Linked DNA regions of Hordeum vulgare: regions 1 and 3 are each linked to region 2. A link is a contact called in public Hi-C data. All regions are on one chromosome and are shown on one strand. The core of a region is the stretch at or near the end of the contact, and the rest is flanking DNA. Distances in the headings are between cores, read along the strand shown. Region 1 holds the start of LOC123404430 (pentatricopeptide repeat-containing protein At4g20770). Region 2 holds the start of LOC123401881 (auxin-responsive protein SAUR71-like). Region 3 holds the start of LOC123402057 (exosome complex component RRP45A-like).

Region 1 (4,001 bases), core at 931-3,430, 890 kb before region 2:
TGACAAGAGCACATAAGGTGATGGGTTCTTTGGATCAAGGTGGAACAGGTGGTGCGCGGCACATTCCCCCAATTCAGCATTATGATGTACAGCACAGGCAGCAAGTAGAACTTCCCACACTATAGGATCATCTTTGCATGGCATCTGTTCTATTAGTGCCTCCACTTCAACAAGCCGACCCGCTCGCCCCAATCCATCTATGAGACAAGTGTAATGCTCAGCCAGTGGTGTAATTCTGTAAGTACTCTCCATGGAATTAAAGAATGCAATAGCTTCATCTATGAGCCCAGAGTGACTACATCCTGTTAGGACGGCAATGAAAGTGACACTATCTGGCCGCTGTTCTGTAGTTAACATATTCTCAAATAGTTCAACGGCTTTTTCTCCGAAACCATTCTGAGCATATCCATGTATCATCTCATTCCATGCAACTATATTCTTAGTCACCATGCTGTCGAAGGAAAGGCGTGCATCGTCCATGTTGCCACATTTAGCATACATATCGATCAGGGCACTACCCACATAGACATTCTGATCATAACCATCTTTCGCAACTTGTGCATGTATCTGCCTACCTTGAGGTACGGAAGAAAGTCTTGCACATAAATTAATCATGGTAGCATAGGAGGAGGATGTGGGCATCATTCCATTTTGTCGCATCTGCTTGAAGAAATCAAAGGCCTCTTTATTGAAAGAATGGATAGCCAAACCTGAGATCATAGAATTCCAACACACCACATCTCTCTCTGTCATCCTGTTAAAAATGCTCCTGGCAATACTAACCTGTCCACATTTTGCATACATATCCACCAAACCACTAGCGACGAACATGTCATTATGCAACAGGAGTCTTACTGAAGCAGAATGAACTTGTGCTCCAAGGCCCAAATTCCCCAATCTTGAGCATGAACTGAGGACCACGGCCAGAGTTGTTCGGTCAGGCTGCACATTTTGATGCTGCATTTTCCTAAACAGCTCGATTGTTTCTTGATGCAGTTCCTCCTGGCAGTAACCAGACAAAAGTGTATTCCACGTAGTCAAAGTCGGCCTTGATATATTGTCGAACATTGCACGAGCAAATGGAACATCCCTCGCCTTAATACAGGACGCCAGCATGTTACTGTAAGTGACCTCATTGGGCTCAGAGCCCGACTCTACCATCAGGTTCAATACTTCCAAAGCCTTCTCATAACTGCCCGCCTGGCCAAATCCAGTTATAAGGATGTTCCAAGAAACAATACTGACGCTGGGCAATGAGTCGAACACCTTGACAGCCTCGTCCATTTTCATGCACTTGGTGTACATATCGATCAAGGAGTTCCCCACATGCTGGTCTGCCCCGAAGCCTTTTCTGATGATCAAGGCGTGAATGCACTGCCCAAGCTGGAAAGCGCGAAGAACGTTGAACTCGCTGGCGCCAGCTTGTGCGCACGAGCCCAGAACACTTGACACGGCCACGGGATCAACACGTACCCCGCTCCTGCACATCCTCGCGAACAGCCTGAGCGCATCGTCAACGGACCCAGTCTGTGCCAGCCCTCCCATCATCGCCGTGAACGACACCTCGTTCGGGCAAGCCATCCGGTCGAACAGCCGCACAGCATCCCCAACGCTGCCGCACTTGGTGTACATGCCAACGAGCGCGTTCTCCACGAACAGGTTCTCTTCAAGCCCGACCTTGACCACGAGCCCGTGGCAGCGCCTCCCGTCCTCGAGCGCGGCCATGGAGCCGCAAGCGCTGAGCACGCTGGCAAGCGTGAAGTGCGTCGGGACGAGGCCCTCCCGCAGCATCCCTTCGTAGAGGCCCAGCGCCTCGCCCGCGCGCTCGGACCGCGCCAGCGCGGCGATGACGGTGTTCCAGGAGACGACGTTCGGCTCGGGCATTTCGTCGAGCAGCGTCCGGGCCGCGTCGAGGTCGCCCGCGCGGCTGGCCGCCGAGAGCGCAGCATTGTAGGAGTAGGCGTTGGGGTGAGGCAGGGTGCGGAAGGCGCGGAGGGCGTCGCGCGGAAGGCCAGAGAGCGAGTAGAGCTCGACCAGGCGGTTGAGGAGGAAGATGTCGGCGGCGAAGCCGCCGGCGAGGACGCGCGCGTGGGCGGCCTTAGCGTGCGCGCGGTTGGGCTTTGGGTTTCGCTTGATGCAGGCTTGGAGCACGCCCGCGAGCTGGGCCGCCAGATTCGACATTAGCGCGGGATTTAGCGGCAAGTAGAAGGGCTGTATTTTATAGACAAAAGCAGTCCTGTCCAAACGGGCTGGCACGGCCCACCGTAAACGGGCCTCACATGGTACGGCTCGTTCAGGCATGAATATTAGTCGGACAGTGTCGTGTCGTGCCGGTGCACATGCGCAGCCTTCAGGGTTAGGCACGGCACGGGACCTATACGGACCGATCCGTCGACACGCTAGGTCCGCTAACCTGCTACGCATTTGGGCTTTTAGGCCGCTTTTGACCTGTTAGGCTTTTAACTTGCTACATATTATATATGTAATAATAAAAATAATAAAAACTGTAAACGGGCATGTCATGTCGGTCCGCGTACCCAGCCTTCAGGCCCAGACATGGTCTGAGCCGGGCTGCGTGCCTGGCACGGCCCGACACTACAAGAAATATGCTCATACATGACATATTTTAAAAGGTCGTTGATGAATTAGTCATAAATCTATGACGATTTCATCTGAGATGGTCGTAAACCGTTTGAGGGAATCAAATCTACATATAAATTACGACGATGTGAGTCAAAAACGTCGTAACCGCATAAGATGAGATCGTCATAACTTTTACGATGATTATAAAAATATCGTAACATGTTCTAACTATGTTGACATGTCATTCGTGGGTCCATTCTATCCCATCTCATGCATGTATTGAACTGTTTTTTATATCACTTTTTTGTTGGGCTATTATTTTTCATCTTACTTTTATATTGGGCTGGTATTTTATCCTCCATAATTGCTAATTGGCTAGTTTGTGGTTTGTCAAAAAGGCCCACATTTTAAGATTGTAATATTTTGCATAAAAACTATTAAAAATAACTATCAAAACTTCCCTCCAATATAGTGACCACATTCATGGCACGGGCTTGTAATTTGTTTTTATCTTACTTTTATATTGGGCTGGTATTTTATCCTCCATGAATCTTCACACATGGTAGCTCATTTCTAGAACACTTTTTAAAATAATTACCATATAAGCTTAATTCTGATTGGTGGAATCTGCTATGGCATGGATCGATGACGTGTCAAACATCTATCCGTATATCCATCCATCCGTCCATCCAATCCATCGGCCCACCAAACACTCACCTCTCCTACCTAAACCTAGCACACTCTGTCTCCTCCCTCGACCCCTTCCTTCCCGAGAACGCCGAAGCCTCCCCTCCCCCTTCTCTCCTTCTTCCCGATCTAGGTCGACACCGCATCCTCTCGCACCTTGCCGGAGCTGTCGCCCCTAGCCCCTGCCATCCTTGATCTGTTCTCGACCCTCCTCCGTCCGTCGCAGCTGCAGATTTCCTCATGGGTAACCCCGTCAACTCGAGCGCTTATTAGTTGTTGTAATTTTCGATTCCTGGTGGTGCTTTGGCTGAATATTGTTCGTTCCTTTTGCTGGATGGATTTAACTCATGGGAGAACCGGTGCTGGAGAGGAAGGCGGACCACCAGGAGAGGCAGGGGCAGGTGCTGGAGCTGCTGCTCGCCGCGGTGCGCAAGTCGGTGGCGCTGTCATGCCAGATGGCGAACGCGGACGAGCCGGCCGCCGCGGGGGACGGCTAGGGGATGGACATCGGCGGGCCCACCGACGTCCTCCACGTCGCGCACGTCACCTTCGACCACCTCCACGGCTTCCTCGGCCTCCCCGTCGAGTTCGAGCTCCAGATCCCCTGCCCGACCCCTAGCGCCAGGTACATACATCCCTTCTTCTTGTAGATTATTATTATTGCTTGCTTGCCTGCTGAGCCGTGCGTGCGTGCGCCCGCGAGGATGAGGATGAGGATGAGGATTCAGTTA
Region 2 (3,723 bases), core at 861-3,360:
CGTCATGGACGCTTCCCGAACATGCTGTGAGTAGTCCTCCTTCGACCATGAGCCCATGACCAGTAGTTATGTGATGTCTTCTCTCCAATCTTGTGCTTCAATGGTTAGTCCTTGTGAGCTGCTCTACATGATCAAGGCATCTATGTGATTCTCTTGCTATTGCTATGCTCGGTTTGTTGGGATCTGATGGATTATGAGATTATGTTCAGATTGTTATGAGTTATATATTTGATTATCCTTTTATACTATGTTCCTTAGTGATTCATGCATGTTCTCCGTTGCTATTTATTGCTTTGGCCGAGTAGTAGATTGTAACTTCAAGAGGGACCGGTATGCATGATTGTGGCTTCATGCCCCTCGATGTCTAGCTTGAGTGACAGAAACATGAGACTAGGGGATGTGTTGTTGCCACCAGGGATAAAACAACGGTGCTTGTGACCACGGTTGCAAGGATTGCTTACCTTACACACAGTTCGTTAATGCAGTTGCTCGTTGCTTTGAGTTTACACTTTGGATGGGGCTCGCAACTTAATACCAGCGAGATGTTCTGGATAGATATCTCAAGGTGGATGATTAGTAAGTAAATGGTGACGAATAAACGGTCTACTTGTCTTGACGTACTGCCCATTACTATTGAGTCTCTCACTTTCAAGTAGCATAATTAGCATTGCGGTGCGTTCATAATTCTGTCAATTACCCAACTGTAATTTGTTCACCCAAGTATAGTTATTTATCGTCTTTTGGGAAAGAGACATCATTAGTGAACATCATGTGACTCCGGTCCATATCACCATCATTGTTTACACCTTCACCATTTACCGTTTTCATTTACTCTCATGTTGCAATCACTATTACTTTTCCCGCTTGTGTTTTGATCTTTTGCAAACTACAAGGCCGGAGAGATTGACAACCTCTCTGTACTCGTTGGGAGAAAAATTATTTGTTGTGTGTGTAGGACCACGTCTTCTACTAGCCAGGACAGGAGACACCTACTTGTTCATCCTAGAAGTCCTCCTGGTTCGATAAACATTACAGTCTTCGTGTGAGGGAAAACTTGATGCTGACTACATCTCAACCTTCCACTTGGGGTAACCAACGAGGAGCAAGAAGTATATACATCATCTCGTCATCACCACTCTCTCTGCTCCTTTGTTTTCTCCTCTGCTTCTGCCTTCTCGCAGCGCTCTTCTGCGTCCAAACTAGCCCATGCACGACGACCTCTTTCATGAATCTCAGTCATCGCCTAGTCCGATATTTCCATGTCAATCCCATGATAGTACATGCACAGAAGAGTAGGAGAATACAACAAAAACAGAAATATAAATATCAAGTCAACAATAATATCAACAACGTGTTTATTATTGATGACTTTGATGACTGGAGCATATTGGAGGCCTGATGTGCGGTGAAGTAGCAACGGGTGGATCTTTCTCATAATTGGCGCACATGAAAAACTTTATGCCCAACCAATCTGAAAAATTCGTCACCTCCTTCACCTTTCAGAGATCGCCGCAGCAACAGCGCAATATTTCCTAGGCTTAATGCTTTGATCCGAGCAAGACAAACTCATAATGACTAACACGTTGGTGTTTTCAAGTGTGGCTCGACGATGGAGGAAGACAGTTTCAATGCCTCATTTTATAGACTCAAATGACAAGTGCAATGACAGGAAAAAAAGACGGGAAAATTGACAGAAAAAATTATAAAGGGGCAATTTTGCTATCGTGGCCATGAAAAGTTTGACCTTACACAAGGAAAAAAATTACATGCACCTATTGACTTTGCCAAGATCAATTAATACTAATTGGCCACGAGTAGGCCAATTAATAATAATTAGTCATGGCTAGGCTGATTAATACTAATCGATCACGCTAGGCCTATTAGTACTAATTAATTACTGCTAGGTCGATTAGTACTAATTAATCACGTTAGTGGCAAAATGGGAGGGCGACACGCGTGTTGGCGTGCCGTAGCCGGTAGGGGCTAATCGGCGTGGGCGTGGCCGACGAGATCCAGTCGGCTACGGGATGGTCGATGATGTTACCTAATTACAATTTTTTTATCCATCACAATGTTTTTTAAATTAATAAAAAAATGCAATATTTGAAAAATAGCCCAAAGTACTCCGCACAAAAAAGGATCTCCGCACAAAAAAAAAGTTTTGAAATGGCTGAAAAAGTGGCGACGAGCGCTAGCACCCCTACACACCTCTATAAAGCACGGAGGACCGCAGCGCAGCCCACCCGGTAGTACTAGTACCAGTCCGTCCACTGCAACCAACCGAACGCCTTGACCCCTGCGCCAGGAACCCACAGCCTTTCTCTTCCCTCCCCGCCGCCGCCGCCCCCAGCGCCATGAAGCGCCTCTTCAGACGGCTCTCCCGCGTCGCCGCGGCCGACTCCTCCTCCGCCGCTGCCGCCACGGCGTACCGGCAGCTCCGCTCCGCCCCTAAGCAGCCCTCGGCGGCCGGCGGCGGCAAGGTGCCGCAGGGGCACGTGCCGGTGTGCGTCGGCGAGGAGGGCGGGCCCGTGGAGCGTTTCGCGGTGCGCGCGGACCTGCTGGGACGTCCGGCCTTCGCGGCGCTGCTCCTCCGCGCCGCCCAGGAGTACGGGTACGGCCACCCCGGCGCGCTCCGCATCCCCTGCCCCGTCGCCGACTTCCGCCGCCTCCTCGTCCGCCTCTCCGACGACCCCTACGCCGCCGACTGCTAGGCGCCTTCCTCGGCCCGCCGCTGGAGAACTCTGCCCCTTCATTCGCCCCCCACCACTTCTGACGGATTTACCCCCGGGGGCACCGGGCAGACCTGCAATGTACATACGGCGGCAGGCCCAAGGAGAGTCGCCGGAGCCAGGGTTAGGATAGGGATCTCCTAGCTTCGTAGTAACTTTTTTTTACTTACTGCTGAGCATGAGCTGAATGGGAAGAACTTGCGGGTGTTCCTTTTTCACCCCCTCTAGTTCTAGGGATTTCAGCGTGTGTGTGCGTGCGTGCGTGTGTCTGAGGCAGAGAGAGAGGTAGCAGTATGCGTTCGTGCTAGGGATTTTGAGGTATTCGGTGTTGTTAACCATATCAGATCCTGAGGCTTTCATGCCATATTTTTACTGAGCTAGTAATATCTTTTAGCACTACACATCCATTGTTGTCCCTCCTGCTGTCTACTATTTGCTTCAGTTCATATCATCAGAGATCCTGGATCTGTTTGGAAAGCATGAATTTTTTACATGCATTTCAGAGAATTCTTGTTCGTTTTACTGAATTGCACTGCATTTTGGTGCAAGATGTGATGGGCAAGGGATGGCCATGTTGGTGGTCCGGGCAAAGATAGCAAAAGGGTGCTGGTTTAAAGCAGGATATATGCCGAATGAATGAAAGGATACTGCAGATATCAACTTTTATTAACACCAAGACAAGCACTCAAGCAGTACATTTAGAGCTTTTGTACGGCTGATCTGGTGCAAGTGTAAGAGCATCTTCAGCCGGGCTGAAAATCCAAGAAATTGCTGCAGCCTGGATATGAGCTGCAGCCTCACTGGCCTGTCACGGATTGTTCAGCAAAATTTGGCTAACATCTTCAGCAGTGTTCTTATCAAGTACTGCGTTGCCATTGTAGAAATATTGAGTTAGAGTTCGCTTTGGTTTGGTTTTCAACAAGTTGATATCCGAGTTGGGAACGCTGCAATTTCAACTGAACTTTTTGGTATCATTTTGCTGAAGATAGTTCAA
Region 3 (3,680 bases), core at 485-2,984, 680 kb before region 2:
GGAAACATGTTACATGTCAGAGTGGTTAACCACAATTATAGAGTTCATGAACTACATTCTCGAGTCACAACCGCTGCTACAGTTTAATGTTTCATAGAACATTAAAACAGATATCCAAATTGTAATGAAATATTAGTGATGCAACTTGGCTCACCTCTCTCTTTATTTTGCTTGTTATATCAGCAGCTTTAACTGAAGCAATCCTTAAACACTGCATGATAACACTAGACATGACACCCTCTCCACCAGCTTTCTGAATGGCACAGACATCACCATTCGAGTTAATCGTAGCTGTCATCCTTCCTCCCATAACAGCTTCTTCCTTGTACGTTGGATCGATAACCTACATACAAAAATTCAGCCAAAGACTGTCAGAAGAAGAGAGAAACATGATGGTTGTTAATAACACCCCTTTCATGTTCAGAAATATTGAAATATACCATGATATTACCGTCACCAAAATATGCAAAGGTTACAGCTATAGGGAGATGATGAATTGTTAGGGGAAGTGGGTCCCTGACCTGTAATATACAATAAAGATAGAACATAAGATAAATTCCATGGCAGTGACAGGACCAGCATTTGACAGTTAATAATGGGGTTGTTTTTGTGAGTACATATTACAGGAAGCTCTGCAAGTCATATATATTTGGTACTTCTCATTACAGCGACACAGCAAACTGGAGAATGTGGTGCTTTGTAGGTCCAGCTAGAACTTAGGAATGGGTGAGCAAGAGAATGTACAATATAACACCTTATATGCCTACCTCAGAGTCATGTACTGTAACTTGCTGACCATCATCCCCACCAACCGTGCATTCAGGCCTCCGGAATGTAGACAAAGCTGCCAATGCAGCGATGTTAGCTGCATCGATGAGATTCCTGAGAGAAACGTCCATATCAATTCACGCGGTTAGCGCTCTACCCAGAAGCATTAACTCATTAATCACATCAGTAGGCAATATACAACCCATACCCCTCATTGTCCAGAATGTGAAGGTCAACACGCACCGACCAGACATGCTTCCCTGCAACAACACACAGGGATTCCATATCCACGGCTCTGCTCTCCCTGCGACACCACCGAGAATCCTCATTAAACTCCACACTTCAACTCTTTGACAAAAAAGGAACTACCAAACAGCCATCCGGAGACCTTAGGCCACGATCAATGACACGGCCCAACTCAATAGCTGCTTCCCCAGGTCGCCCCGGCTCAAAGGCAGGATCAGCCATGGGCGAGAACTCGGTGAAGATGGCCAGCGTGCCCTCGTTAGGCCTGTCCTTGTACGGCTGGACCAATTGGGCAGTCACATAACCCATCACACGCGTTTCGCCGAGCTCCACCTCCGCCGAGCCATCCTCCCTACAGATTCCAGCAGCAGCTTCAGCCAAAGATTGAAGCGCGAGCAAAGGAGTTCCCTGAGCTCAAACCGACGGACGCGCGGAAGAAGAGGAATGGAGAGGGGATTGAGCCAAGGTACCTGCCGAATGCGATTTTGAGCTTGCGGAAGTCGAAGGGGCGGCGGCCGTCGACGCGGAGGTCCGACTGGAGGGCTTGCTCGATGAACTCCCGCTCGTTCACCGTCGGGCGCCACCGCGGGTCCATCATCTCGTTGCTCGCCGGCGGCGGGAGCTAGGGTTTTAGACGCGGCCGAGGCGGGGGCGGGGGGTTGTTTGTGCCCTTTTTGAGTGAGTTTGGGTAATGTTTTGGTTGGTGCCCAAATGTGTTCTGCCCAAATTTTGGTACTCTATGTTAGTTTGGTCCTTGTACTTTGGTTGATGCCAAAATTATGGAGCCTATGAAAAACTGCCCACTTATCTCAGCCCTTGTTTGTTCGGGATTCAACTTCATAGAATTATGGATTGATTTTGTTGGGGAATCGGCTGCAGTAAAGAACTAAAGATTGGTCGTTTCTTATTTGGTAACAAAAGCTGTGAAAACGACTTTGAGCTGATGAAAGGACTAAAATGCCGCTAGAGTATTGAAATGAATGTAAGAGCTTCTCTAGCACACTGTAAAAGTTGATCCTTAAAAAAACATATAAGGGACACTGGAAATCGTTTCTATGGTACAAAATTGTCCCGAACAGAGCACATCCCGTAAATGAAATTGTATCCCACTATAGCTCATTTTTTCCTTTTTTTTTCTCCCGTCTCCGGCCACGGCGTGCCTCACTCTGGCACACCAGCTCGCCCCGGCGTCACCCGCCTCGTCCAGCGTCGCCCGTTCCGGGCCACGCAAGCACTGGAGGAGCCCTGCGCCGCCCGTCCCGGCCACGCGTTCCCTCGCGCGCGCGTCCGTCCCTGATTTGAGCCCGACAATGCCCCTCGCCGCATGCGCGTTTCCCAATGTGGCCGCGCGAGCTCCCTCACCCCTGCCTCGCTCTTCTCCGGTGCCGCCCCGCCCTGATTCGGGCCGCCGGTGGCCTGCTCCGCCCTGCCCGTGGACGGCCTTGCCTCGGAAGTGGAGGTCAAGCTTACCGCAATTCGGACCAGCGGCGACAAATTCCGGCGTGCAGCGGCTTCTTCCGACATGCGGCGACGGATTCCGGTGAGTTTCAGGTAAATTTCACTCAGTTCCGCGGCGGCGCGTTTGCTCCGACGACATTTGACCAGTTTACAAGTTGAACTGTATAGTGCCTTCAAAACTGCACATATAAGGTTTTGACGGATGGATTTACCGCGCCCCTTAAAAATTTTACGGTTCAAATAAGTTTTATTGGGTGTGCTCCGCGCCGTTTTTCCCACCGAAACTGTAAACGCATCATTTTTTTACGGGTTTGACCATTATACGGGGTCGCTATAGATGCTCTAACTTGTTCATTTTTTCGTAATAGATTGTTTAAATGGTATTTTGCTTGACAATGAATGATTTGTTCTCTAATAATGTATAAAAAAGAGGTAAATACACCGTTAGTCATAGAACTTGCACGTGACGATCAGTTTGGTGCACAAACTTGTAAAATACATGTTTTCGGTCATCAAACTTGCACGAGCATACAAATACGATCACACTTCGCGTACACGGACGTATCAGGGGCTTGTGTGGCATGCCAGCACAGCCAAGGCCCGCTGTCAGCCGTTGTCGCATGATAGGTTTGCAAAAAGCCATCAGATTTTTTCATTTACGCATTGAGACCCTAAAATAAAATGAAAAACAAAGGATGAGGGTGGTGTTTCAAACCCATGACTTGTCTCTAGTATGCTCGGATGCACAACCACCACACAGATGATGGTTGATGTTTAGTATGCATGAATAGTCTGCATCGTATGAACATGTATTGAAAATTGAAAAAAAAAATCTAACAAGAGAAAATAAAGACTCACAGCTTGAACATGTTACCTCGTGGAGTCGTGATCACTCTTAACTAAGAGTCCACCATGCTACTACACCATATCATGTTCAGAATGAATAAACATTTTTTATGTTGTTGTTTCTTCTTATTCTATGTAAGAAAACAACTTAAATTCTGGTGTTTGTGAGATTTAAAAAATGTTCAAGCATTAAGGTGCGTTGTATTTGAAAATTTATTTACGCATTATAAAAATATATATGTTTAGTTAAAAAATATAAGTTGCATTTTGAAAATGTTCACATACTTAAAAAATATATGACATTTTCAAAATATTTATACAATTTACGAAAATGTCTGTATAGTTCACGAAATGTTTTATAC

What was found. Hi-C and Micro-C count contacts between places; a contact is called where the count stands out from the background.
Region 1: a contact with region 2 is called in a Hi-C map of seedling, with 3 times the contacts expected there. The contact joins the promoter of LOC123404430 here to the promoter of LOC123401881 in region 2. A contact is called at or near these places in 2 of 6 Hi-C or Micro-C datasets (leaf and seedling).
Region 3: a contact with region 2 is called in a Hi-C map of leaf, with 4 times the contacts expected there. The contact joins the promoter of LOC123402057 here to the promoter of LOC123401881 in region 2. A contact is called at or near these places in 2 of 6 Hi-C or Micro-C datasets (leaf and seedling) and 1 of 1 datasets of contacts at active chromatin or transcription factors (embryo).

Annotation. Positions count from the first base shown.
Region 1 is chr6H:106,306,714-106,310,714 of MorexV3_pseudomolecules_assembly, forward strand. It overlaps LOC123404430 (pentatricopeptide repeat-containing protein At4g20770), which reads right to left and starts at 2,181. Exons shown (of 4, transcript XM_045098359.1): 1 at 1-2,181. The coding sequence starts at 2,181.
Region 2 is chr6H:107,194,916-107,198,638 of MorexV3_pseudomolecules_assembly, forward strand. LOC123401881 (auxin-responsive protein SAUR71-like) reads left to right here and starts at 2,111. Exons shown (of 1, transcript XM_045095737.1): 1 at 2,111-3,130. The coding sequence starts at 2,355. The coding sequence ends at 2,711.
Region 3 is chr6H:106,512,594-106,516,273 of MorexV3_pseudomolecules_assembly, forward strand. LOC123402057 (exosome complex component RRP45A-like) reads right to left here and starts at 1,735. Exons shown (of 9, transcript XM_045095917.1): 1 at 1,485-1,735; 2 at 1,157-1,366; 3 at 977-1,072; 4 at 768-882; 5 at 441-521; 6 at 155-343. The coding sequence starts at 1,612.